Regions from separate parts of the Mus musculus genome. Here region 1 is linked to region 2. The links are chromatin contacts, called in public Micro-C maps. All regions are on one chromosome and are shown on one strand. The core of a region is the stretch at or near the end of the contact, and the rest is flanking DNA. Distances in the headings are between cores, read along the strand shown.

Evidence for each region. Hi-C and Micro-C count contacts between places; a contact is called where the count stands out from the background.
Region 1: a contact with region 2 is called in a Micro-C map of embryonic stem cells, with 3 times the contacts expected there. The contact joins two enhancer-like sites. A contact is called at or near these places in 10 of 484 Hi-C or Micro-C datasets (the HPC-7 cell line, cerebral cortex, embryonic stem cells and 3 more) and 6 of 115 datasets of contacts at active chromatin or transcription factors (all in embryonic stem cells).

What each region holds. Positions count from the first base shown.
Region 1 is chr1:119,080,504-119,086,531 of GRCm38.p6, reverse strand. No RefSeq gene overlaps it. Among named protein-coding and RNA genes, the nearest start is that of Gli2, 30 kb to the right of the region's middle. Within about 2 kb of position 2,686, at least 18 of the 459 cell types and tissues checked have an H3K27ac peak or open chromatin away from gene starts, as enhancers often do. A contact at or near this core is called in embryonic stem cells, where this site is marked.
Region 2 is chr1:118,908,924-118,914,513 of GRCm38.p6, reverse strand. All of the region lies in intron 2 of Gli2 (GLI-Kruppel family member GLI2), which reads left to right. Among named protein-coding and RNA genes, the nearest start is that of Mir6346, 43 kb to the left of the region's middle. Within about 2 kb of position 3,188, at least 42 of the 459 cell types and tissues checked have an H3K27ac peak or open chromatin away from gene starts, as enhancers often do. A contact at or near this core is called in embryonic stem cells, where this site is marked.

The DNA.
Region 1 (6,028 bases), core at 1,437-3,936, 170 kb before region 2:
CCCAGCCACTATGAAATTCCCAAAAGGCATTGTTGTGTGTACTTAAAGAGCAATTAAAGGCCTAGAGAGAGGGCTCCGTGGTTAAGAGCACTTGCTGCTCTTGCAGAGAGGACCAGGGTTCTGTTCCCAGCACCCATGTGATGACACACAACCATCTTTAACTCCAGTTCCAGGGGCTCTGATGCCCTCTTTCAGCCTCCAAGGCACCAGGCACATGCAGGGTGCCCATGCAGGCACACAGGTCCTCTACTCGGGGTCTTACAGGATGCAAACCACCGAGCCGGTCGCCTGTGCTCTCATCTGGAGCCTGGGTGAGTGTCCAGATTACTTACTTTTCTGTTACTGTGAGAAAACATCATGACCAAAGGCAACTTTAGGAAGAGACGGTTTATTTCAGCTCAGAGATTCAGAGTTCAACCGTTGCCCAGAGCGTGGCAACAAGAGGCAGACATGGCAGAAGGAGCAGCCGCTGAGTGGTCATAGCCTGAACTGAAAGCAAGAAGCAGAAAGAGTGAAATGCAAATGGTAGAAGGGTGAGCTTGTGTCGTGGGCGTGGCTGGGCGTGGCTAGGGCGTGGCGAGTATGTGGTAAGAGCGGCTAGTGCTGCTCTGGCAGGCCTTGCCAGCCTCTCTTGTCCCCCTTGCCTTGCTAAAAACCCATTAGGTTGCATTCCTAAAGCTAGCCACCAAGGTCTATTCCCTCATTTGGCCACTTTCCCCTCCTGAGGCTGACTACCAAGGTCCAGCTATTAAAGTACTGAAGTCCAGCAATCAGAAGCCCCCTTTGGCTCACCTAATTAACATGCCCAATTAAATTAAACACCTCATCCTAACTTGGGGTTTCCCACCCTTTACCTTTATAAACTGCTATTTGCCTATAGGCCACCCCTGCCTCCTCTTTTTCCAAAGGCAGTCTTTTGTCCTCTGGGGCTTTTTAAATTGCAGGCAGAGACATGCTCGTTGTATCAAACCTTTCCTGATATGCAGGTGTCAGTTTCTGATTCCATCTTGCCAAGAGGCATTTTTTAAATTGTCTATTGATCAGACGCAGCTCACCCATTTTTAAAGTCTCTGTTGATCAGACATACCTTCCTCGGAACAGTTAAGCAAGCAGTTATGTAGTTCCCCACAAGTACTACAAGCAGGCTTACTCTGTGACTGTAGCTGTTTCTCTAGGGACGTGTCCCAAACTACCCAAGATTGGTGGTCACATCTGGAGGATCAATAGAGGTAGAGAGAGGAGAGGGGAGGGGAGGGGAGGGGAGGGGAGGGGAGGGGAGGGGAGGGGAGGGGAGGGGAGGAGAGGAGAGGAGAGGAAGGTTTTATCCCTCAAAAGAGTATTGCAACAGACACAGAATCATCCCCAGGGCTTTCAGCCTGTGAGGTCCCAGCCTTGCCCATGATCAGCAAAGTGGAACTAAGTATCACTGAGTGTAGACAGCATAGGGCGAGCAAGGAGAGCTCGAAACACACGCAATCTAGGTACTAAGCATAGAGGCCTCCAAATTCACCACAGGTCCTTGCCACATGGGAGGGGTCCCCATGGGCCTTGCCACAACAGAGTCCCATCAGTGAGACACCTACACGCTGTTCCCTACGGATGCTGCATGCCCACCGCCACTGGTGGGCCTTAATAGGGACCTTAATCTGTCAAACTTCTTCGCCTGTATCATATGCGAGCAATTCATTCCCAAGTGTGAACTCACTGTACTCCTTCCTGCAGCATCTCAGAACTGGAGACTCTGCCTCCCTTTCCTAACTCGGGTTGGCCTAAGGTATTCCCGTACTGTAATCCCAACATTCGGGGCGCAGAGGCAAGAGGACCACAAATCCAAAGGTTACCCATGGCTACCCTGGAGACTCTGTTTCAGGAAGTGGAGGTGGGGGATACTTGCTAAGTAACCTGAAAATCTGAACACGGTTGGAATGGTAAATATTCTCGAGCATGAGGGGGGTTATGTATTAATAAAGCTTGCTCGCTTCCTTAGTTCTGGCTGTCACACTGGGATTGCATAGTTCTTATTCTTAGTGGAATGAGAGCTACTGACCACTTACAGAGTGCAATGACACTCTTTCTACACCTCGCCAACAGCTCCACACTCAATACGCGTGTGCAAGATTGCCCGCAAGCAGTGTCTATGTGTAGCTATATCATATTCATTGAAGGACCTAGAAAACAATACAGCAGTACACTGAGAATCACACACACACACATATGCACACACGCTCACTCACACACACACACACACACACACACACTCATGCACTCATATACACTCATACGTGAAAGCACACACATATGCACACACACATAAATGCAACAAAGTGTACAGGAAGCAGACACCCCCCAAGGGAGGCTCCTCATTGCTTTCTTGCCCACCTGTCTTTCCTCTGCTGAGGTCCTCCTGGGCTCTGACCACACAAGACGCACTGGGAAAGGACAGGCCCAAAGCTTCCTGTGCCCACAGCCCCTGGCTGGTCTGTTCCTCTGGAAGAGTTGTAGAAGACCTGAAAAACAAAAGGTCCTGCTGAGAGCTCCGGAAATAGCTAAGAGGCTGGTGAAGGGTGGGACCATAGAGAGGCTTCTGATACCTGTGGACCCTGGAAATCCTGCCCCAGCCCTTTGAGGACACCCACTTCAGTCGGCCTTCACTAGTGTCTTTTCAAATTACACCACCAGAGGGCAGAAGAAAACCAAGAATAGCGTCTTCCACAGTGGTCCTCGGGCGCCATCCCTCCAAGTGAGTCTGGACCCTAAACACAGAGAGAACAAAGCAATTGCATGGGGTGAGTTCCATGAAGCATTCTGACTCCTTTCTGTAGAAGCAACTAGGAGGTATCCGTGCGGTATCCACAGTACTCCAAGCAGCGCATTAGGTGGGCGGGGAAACAGTTCAGAGGGTAGAAAGCTTGCCTGGTATGCAGGAAGCCCTGGGTTCAGTCCCACCAGACACAGTAGCACACACCTGTTACACTAGCTCTGGGGAGGTAGAGGCAGGATGGGCGGTTCACGGTCATCCTCTGCTACACAGTGATTTCTAGGCCAGCCTGGGCCACAGGAAACCCTGATGGAAGCTTCTGAGGTGGGTGGCCCCGCAAGGGTGGAGACAAGATTTCCAGGTCTAGCAGGCTATAGAAGCCACTCTATGTCCTCATTCATGAAAGGGGGGTGGGGGGAGGAGGGAAGACAAGGTGGAAAGAAGGTGGCTCAGCAAGCAAAAGAGCTTTCAGGACCTGAAATCCTTCCCCAGAGCTAAAGGTAAGAGAAGAAAACCAACTCCATAAAGCTGTCCTCTGACCTCCACATATGCACCATGGTACGCTCTGTCTCAGTCTCTGTCTCTGTCTGTCTGTCTCTGTCTATCTGTCTCTCTCACACACACAATTAATAATAATAATAATAATAATAATAATAATAATAATAATAATATGTTTTAAAAGCAGACACTATGTTTATTCCATTTGTAGCATCCAGAATATCTAGTTCCAGTCCAATTGTTACTTATTTTGAGATAGGATCTCACAATGTAGCCCAGGCTGGGCTGGAATTCACAGAGATCTGCCTGCTTCTGCATCCAGAGTTCCGAGATCAACGGCAAGCATCACCACAAAGCCGGTTTGTTGTTGTTGTTGTTGTTGTTGTTGTTGTTGTTGTTGTTGTATTGTGATGATGGAGAAAGCCCAGGTTCCACAGAGGCTAAGTGCTGCCCTCCACTGGGCCACTGGGTGGCAGCACTGAGTCAGAATACCAGCTTTTCCTGACCGTGTGTGGGACTTCTTTAGTGGTAGCATAAGGAAAAGAGCAAGAGACCACAGGTGGCAGACAGACAGGAGAGATGAAGGCCAGCTGGAGATATCACTGGTACTGCGTAACCAGAATTTGCGATATAAGGAAAGGCTTTCCTTCCGTCTACCAGACCCTTCTTCTTCCCATCCTCTCACTGCCTCCTGCTTCTGGGAAGTGCAATGTGAGCTCCACTGTGCGTGCTCTTTCTTGTACAACAGCCAACGCCTCAGCCAGTAGCTGCCAGGAGGAGTCCCCAGCACCACCTGCCCTCTTCACAGAGTTTGTAATTGGCAGGCCTCACCTTGAAACTTGGTTTCTTTGACCCTTGTTCTTTTGTTTACTACTGGGATGCTGGGTGGTGACAGTAGGAATCTTTCTCGTGGACACTGGGATGATTACTTTTAAAATAAGAATAAAACCAGAAAGGGCTGGCCCAATCCGCCACTGAGAAAGCGCTCAGCTTAAGTTGGCTTCTATCTGTGGCCCTGGCATTCTGGAGGCAGAGGTGGGAGAAGGAACCAACAGTTACCCTTGGTTACATGTGAGTTTGAGGCCAGCCTGAGCCCTCTGATACTTTGTCTAGGAAAGAAAAGGAGGGGGGCAGGGAAGAGAGAGGAAGGAAAGGGAAGGGAGGGGCAGAACCAGAGATGGGCAGAGGTCTAGAGACCTGAGGTGGATTCCAGTAGCCCACGTTAAGGTGGAAGCGGAGAACCAACACCACTAGGTTGTCCTCTGACCTCCACACGAATATTGTACCCTGCAGTCCCCGTGCCACAATAGTAATTAATTTAATTTACAATTTAAGGACTGGAGAGATGGCTCAGTGGGTAAGAACACTTGTTCTTGCTGTAAACCTGGGTTCAGTTCCCAGGCCCCACGTGGTGGCTCACAATTGTCTGTAACTCCAGTCCCAGGGGATCTAAAGACCTCTTCCGACCTCTGTGACACAGGAACATACATCTAGAAGATACATAAAACAAAAGAAAAGGGGCTGGTGAGATGGCTCAACAGCTATAAGCACTGACTGTTCTACCAGAGGTCCTGAGTTCAAATCCCAGGACCCACATGGTGGCTCACAGACATCTATAAAAGGGATCTGATGCCCTCTTTTCCTGCATGTGGTTCTGGCATGTGGGGGTACATGCATCAGAGCACTCATACGTTGAATGAATAAGTTAAATTTAAAAATAATAAATTAAAAAAACAAAAACAAAAGGAAAATGAAAAGAAGCCAGGCATAGCCGTGTGGAAGCTGGGAGCAGAGGGGAGTTCAAAGCCAGCCTGGATAACAAAGCCAGATCACATATGGAAGTTAGAAGACAACTTCCAAGAAATAGAGTCACTGCTCTCTTTGTAGCATGTTCATCCTAAGGCTAGAACTCAGGCTGTCAGGTTTAGCAGTCGCTGTCTTCCCAGGTGAACCCTCTCGTCAGTTCTGCCAACGGACAGGAGCCAATACAGTCTCACTTTGATGTGATGACGATTTCATGGGTGGATGGAGACTCTAGTTTTTAACCACATGGCTGTGTCACCATAGAATGACACACTTACGAGGGAGTAAGACAGGACAACAGGGAGGGGGCTCAGTGGGTAACATGTTTGAGAACCCGACTTTAAATTCCGGGACTCGTGTGTAAAAAGTTTTGTAATTTTAGCCCTGGTGAGGCCGAAGCAGACAGATCCTGAGGACTTCTGGAACAAGTGGCCTCGTCAGTCAGAGAGTTTCAGACTAAAATGCGAGAGCCTGTCTCAAAAAACAGGAGAGATGGCTTGGCACTGACAGGAACATGAGGCTTTCAAAGCGGGCCTGAATTTGGTCAACTTACAAACACCTGTAATTCTAACTGCAGAAGATCTTGAGGCTCTGGCATTCACAGGCTCCTACATTCACATGTGCATTAGTACACACAAGCATATGCACACACACACACAAATAAGATAACTATTTGAAAACAGGAAAAAACAAGGTGGATACATCTTGAGAATGACACACAAAGTTGACCTCTGACTCAGCCATACACATACACAGGCCATATGCACACAAACACACACACACACAGCAGGGAAGATAATAATACATCGTATGTGTTGTAGTTACCACAACTTTAAAAATAAACAATATTTCGGAGGGTCTGAACTATTGATAAAGAGTGAGCATGGACATTGACTTGTCTTTGGGCGGGTGTTTGTTCTTCTCTGCGGTTCTAAACCCTGAGAGGTTCCATCCGTTGCTCTCAAACTC
Region 2 (5,590 bases), core at 1,939-4,438:
GCAAGTGCCTCTGTGCCTGTTTTTTTGCTTTTGTTTTTTTTTTTTTTTAATGTGGGTTCTGGGGACCTTAATTCAGGTCCTTGTCCTTGTATAGCAAGTGCTTTACTAACTGAGCCGTTTCCCCTAGGACCCCCACCCCTCAGCATTTCTTTTCCCAGGGCCCAGGCCTGTGTTGTTTCTAAAAGACCAAGCTCAGGAAAGCCACTGTTTGAGGTTAGCCTTGAGTCAACTTGTTCTGAGCACTTGGGAGCCTTTCAAAAGAGGCGAGTGTGCACACAAATCATGATGAGGCTAATCAGAAGTTGGGGTACTTAGCGAGATGTGTACACAACAGTGCCGCACGCGCCCTTCTCCTGCGAGGGCCGTTATGTGGAGAGGGGTGCTGTTTGCCTGGTTTTTGTCCTGGACAGATTTGCATCTACTTGATGGATTGCTGGGGTTTGGGGGGGTGGGTCTTCTCTTTGGGAAGCTGTGGAGTGTCTGCTCAGTGCAGTGGAGAAGCGCTGTCCAGTGTTTGCCCAGGTCCTTGAGATGCCAGGAGCCTTACATGGAGCTAGATCAATATGAGACGTTCGGGGGCAGCTCTCATGAGCCCTTTTCATGGTGAGTGTCCTTCTAGGACACAGCAAAAGAGGCAACTTTGCTCTGATAGTGCTTGGAGCCTCTTGTTTGTTTTACCAGCCATGGTGGCCTCTTGAGTTTGCCAAAGTGATTTGGAGTGGCCCTTCCTACTGCAGCCCTGCATGGGCCCTCTTAAGCCCTTGCCCTATAGGCTGCCTTCTCTCCGACTGGATGGATGCTGAAAAGAAGCCTCACTAGGAGCAGCCAGTGGGCTAAACAGGGCTCTCATAGGGAAGGGCGGCTTGCTCCTAATAAACATTTTCTGCTGCCAAAGTGCCCTGCAGCTTGGCCTCGTGGCTGTCTGTTTTGGCAGGATGGGAGATGTTTTTGGTTTTATTGGGGGTGTTTTTCTGGGACATTTGCGACACCTGTTGATTCCGTTTGTTCATTCCTTTTGATGACTGAGCCTGAAGATCCAAGCTCAGTAGTTCTGAGTCCTCTCCCGTTTTGAATGGCATCCCCAGTGCGTTTACACATTTACCTTCTTAACTAAAGGGCTTGTTTTCTTCGGCACACACAAAAGACCCTATGCATGTGGCTCAGGGAAGGGGTAGACAACAGCTATAGGCATGCAGACTGGAAGTGGTGTGTTTCCCATGAAGCCTGGTGTTGGGGGATGGGGGGTGGGGTTAGGAGCACAGCTCTGCCAGTTTGTGTTTGGGATGGTGAGGCATGGTGAGTGCTCGCGCTCTCCCCCCCACCGCCCATCCCCGAGACATCTGTGCTTACTCTATTGTGACAGGTTACAGGGTCTTAGAAATGAGAGTGTGTGCACATGCGCACACACACCAAGAATCAGCTTCAGGGAGCTGGAGCCAGGTGGTGGGGAGGAGCCAGGACAAGCATCTTCTGCCTGTCTTAGCCACGTCCACTCACTTCTTGGAGATTTTTTTTTTTCTGAACAGTTCCCAGTATTGTGTCTGATTTCTCATTCTCTGTCCAGTCCACTTATCAGCAAAATTTCTTGGGCACCCACTGGGCACAAGGCAAATGAAAAAGTAGGTTTTGGGCACCTGCCAGTGGGGATAGAGCAGATGAGATGAACATAAGTGATGCCCAGTCAGGAGCTGTGACAAGTCACAGGTGAATTTCACCCAACAGTGAGTGCTGAGGTGAGGCCAAGGTGGGGGGAAGAGAAAGCCAGGGAGCCTTCCTGGAGGAAGGGCCGCTTGGCTTGCCTGTGGAATAGCACACTGGTATAGAGCAGAGAAGGTGTTCCTGGGGAGGTGTATCAACCAGAGTTGTTCGGGATGGTCTGAGCTTGAACTCCATCTCCGCTTAAAGAAGGGGAGGGCAGGGGAAGGGACGGGAGATTTGGTGTCTTTGTTCAAGTCCTCTAGTTGTGCCCCTCTTGGTTTATGATCTCATGAAGGTTCTCTGGTTCCACAGAGCGAGGTTTTTCTCAGGAAAGGGATTGGGGTCCCAGGTCTGGAGGGAGTGAGGAACCTTAAGGTCACACAGTTAGTGTCCCTGATGGACACACAAGTAGGAGGACAGTGTCCAGACCTCTGTTTGCCCTTGGGAACATGGGTGTATAATCCACACTCTGTCCGTCCTGCTACACAGTTGCTGTGGATCCTGCTGCTTGCCTGTCTGTCACCTGAGCTATCCCCCCCATTTCTGGCCTGCTGTCAGGGTGTCTGGTACACACAGTATGGCCCAACAGGCATGTTTCCCATAGATAACAGATGTCAGCTGATGCCCCCTTACCACCCCTGGCCACTTGTCCCCAATGTCCTGGAGGTGTCCCACTGTCTCCAAAGCAAGTCACTCTTACTAATGTCCCTATCTTGGGGTCATATTGGGGACATGATGAGGTAGGCTTCCTGCAGCTTTGAATCAGTGGATTGGAAATCTAGAGGGCCATAGAGTGCTCCTCTACAAAACGACTTCCCTGTGACATGGGGCCAGTGGTCTGCTTAGGAGTGTACACCATTATTCCATTATAGACTGAGGTGACTTTCTAAGATATTAAAGCATCTTAGCAAGTCCTCAAGTGGTTTGGGAGAGTGGCTAGGTTGCCGTGGGTTGTCAGTGCTTTTGTTTCTTCTAGTTTTTAAATTTTGTTTATTATTGTAATGTGTGCATCCGTGGTATGTGTGTGTCGGGGTTGGGGGGGGGGTTATGGATGTGCTTAAGTATATGTGTAGAGGTCAAAAGACAGCTCTGTGGAGTCAGTTCTCACCTTCTACCTTTACAGGGATTGGAGGGATTAAACTCTCCAGTCACTGGGTCATGAAGCTTGTGCAGAAAGCACCTTTATGGGCTGAGCCATCTTGCCAGCCCACTGTTTCTCATTTCTATTGGGGTGTGTGTGTGTGTGTGTGTGTGTGTGTGTGTGTACACGTACGTGCTGGCTGACATCTATCTAAGCCTGGCGGGGGTTTTTTGCTCTTAGTATTGGATGGAGAAGGGAGGGAGGGCCCTAGGTAAGCATTCAAACCCAACCCCCAAAGAGGGTTCATTTTCAAAAGTAGGTGGCCCCAAGATCCCCCTCACCTCCTCCCCCTCCGGGCCTGTGTGTGGCTCCCTGACAATGGAGATTCCTGCTGGGCGCCTGCAGCCCAGCAGCTGAGCCTTCTTGAAGGATCTTCTGAGAACTGGTTCTATTCAGAGCATTGCAAAGCGGTTACTTCTGGCTCAGCTCCCCCATAGAAAACTGGGAATTGTAAGTCTTGCGTACCCTAAAAAAGAAAGTGACAGGAGTTGGTCTGAGCCCTACAAGAACAAGTGATTCCGTATTCAGGGCAGTGTCTTAGAAGGAATTACCAAAGGGAAAAAAGAAAGGAAGGATGAAGAAACTCTCAGAAGCAGGTCACTAAAAAGATGGACAGGCCTCTGAGCTCCATTCCTGCAGGGCAGCTGAGTGGTGATCTCCCTCGGATTGCGCCTCCTTAGGCCTTTGCGGAGCTGGCTCTGGGGAATACTGGGCAAAGCTGTTTCTTCTGCATAAGCCCCGGTACTGACCAAGCCTGCACGGAGCAAGATTGTATATGGCAGACAGTCTCCTGATTCTGGGAAGAGCCACCTGACCTCCTCCTCCTTCCCACTGGCAGAAGGAAGGCTTTCCTCTCAGTCGACTGCATATTAATCACTGCCTAGGAGAGGCCCGTTGCGGTGACTGTCTGGGAATTGCCAGGGTTTTGTGGTGGCTCCAGCTGAGTTTAGGGGCATTTGCAATTCATGTTGCTTGCTGCCTGACAATCCCACTTATTGCTTATTGTGAACACTTTATTTTTTTAGTGCTTTATTTTCAGGTGTGTGTGTGTGTGTGTGTGTGTGTGTGTGTGTAGCATATGTGTGTCAGTGTCCCTAGAGATCAGAAGAGGACATTGGACCCCCTTAAAGCTAGAATTACAAGTGACTGGATGTGAGCTGCCTGATGTGGGTGCTGGAATTTGAACTCTGGTCCTCTAGAAGAGCAGCAAGTGCCCTTACCTGTTGAGCTGTCTCTCCAGCTCCACTGCCAAGTTTTAATGTGGGATGTAATCGGTTTCTCCAGATGTTTACCCAGTCTCTGAGATCTCAACAAAACTTATTTACTTTTTACCTTGTTTTATTTTATTATTCATGTCTTTGTGTGTTCATGCAGGTGCGAGTTCGTGCGTGTGTGTGTGTGTGTGTGTGTGTGTGTGTATGTGTGTGTGTAGGCCAAAGGATACAATGGACATCATCCTCAGGAAAGCTGTCCACCTCTTTTGAGACAGGGTCTCTTATTGACCTCAAACCCACCAATCAGATGGCCAGCTTTTTGAGCCCCAGGTATCCTTCTGTCTCTGCCTCTCTAGAGTTGGAATTCTAAGCATGTGCCACCTTGCTCCACATTTAGACACTGGTTACAGGGGATCAGGCTCAGGTCTTCACGACTGCTTTCCCAACTGAGCCGTTTCCTCAGCTTGGCTTAGTTTTACCGTGTGCTTTTTGTAACAGATGCATATGTTGTCACAAAGAAGGGCTACTTGGAGCCCTCATGCCCCTGGTTTGACAGAATTGTGGTCTGTAGCTCTCAGCAGTCCTGGTCTTGTTCCTCCTGTGCATTCTCTTCCCCTCTTGTTCCTTCTAGACTGCTCCTGGTCAGTCCTTATGCTAAGGTCACACCTCATACCCGTTTGGTGGGTCTATATCTGTGTTCTGGAGGGGGCTCAAGGGGGGAGAAGTGTGGGATGCCACAAATGGGGTGGCATCTCTTGCTTCAAGCAGTTGTGGACAAAACCATGCTTCCCATCTTGACCCTTTACTCAGAAGTGGAGTACTTTCCCTGCCTGTACCTGTAGGAACCTCTGCTGGGTGTGGTGGATAGTCATTGACTTTCAACTTGACAGGATATAGAGTCACCTAGGAGACAAGCTGGAAGGCACCTGGGGGCTGGATTGGGCTGTAGAGAACCATGTGGGGTGTGTGACAGCTCTTGAGAAAGTCCCCACACACACCGTCCCAGAACTCCAGCATGGTGTTGTCTTCCTTCCTTGGGCCATTGAGAAGGACAGCTCCCATCTTGCTTCTCACTGAGGCTCCAGAGGGTCATGTCAGGTAACAGATGGAAAGCGCCTTGGAAATGAGGTCTGCCCAGTTAGAACAAATGCGGCTGTTTCCTCAAGCTGGCATCCAACCCAGGTGTGGGTCTGCAGGAGAATTTAAATGACTTTACCAGTGGACAAGGGTCCTTTGTAGGAGCCCCTCCCCCCAGAGTGAGGGCTCCCTTCCCAAGGACCTTGCTGCTGTGGGGCACGCCAACATTTCTCACTCTGAGGTTGTGAGGTGCTGGTCTCTTGTGTTTCTTGACTTGCCCACCCAACCCCAGGGAACTAGGAGGTTTCTGACTCAGGGACAATAGACAAAGTGTTGTGGGAAGTTTACTGGGATCCAGGTTCTGAGTCCATGCCTGTCTTCCACCTTGTTTGAGGCAAGGTCTTTTATTCACCATGAGGTTCTGGTAAGTCTCCCATCTCACTGCAGGAGCCCTGGGCTC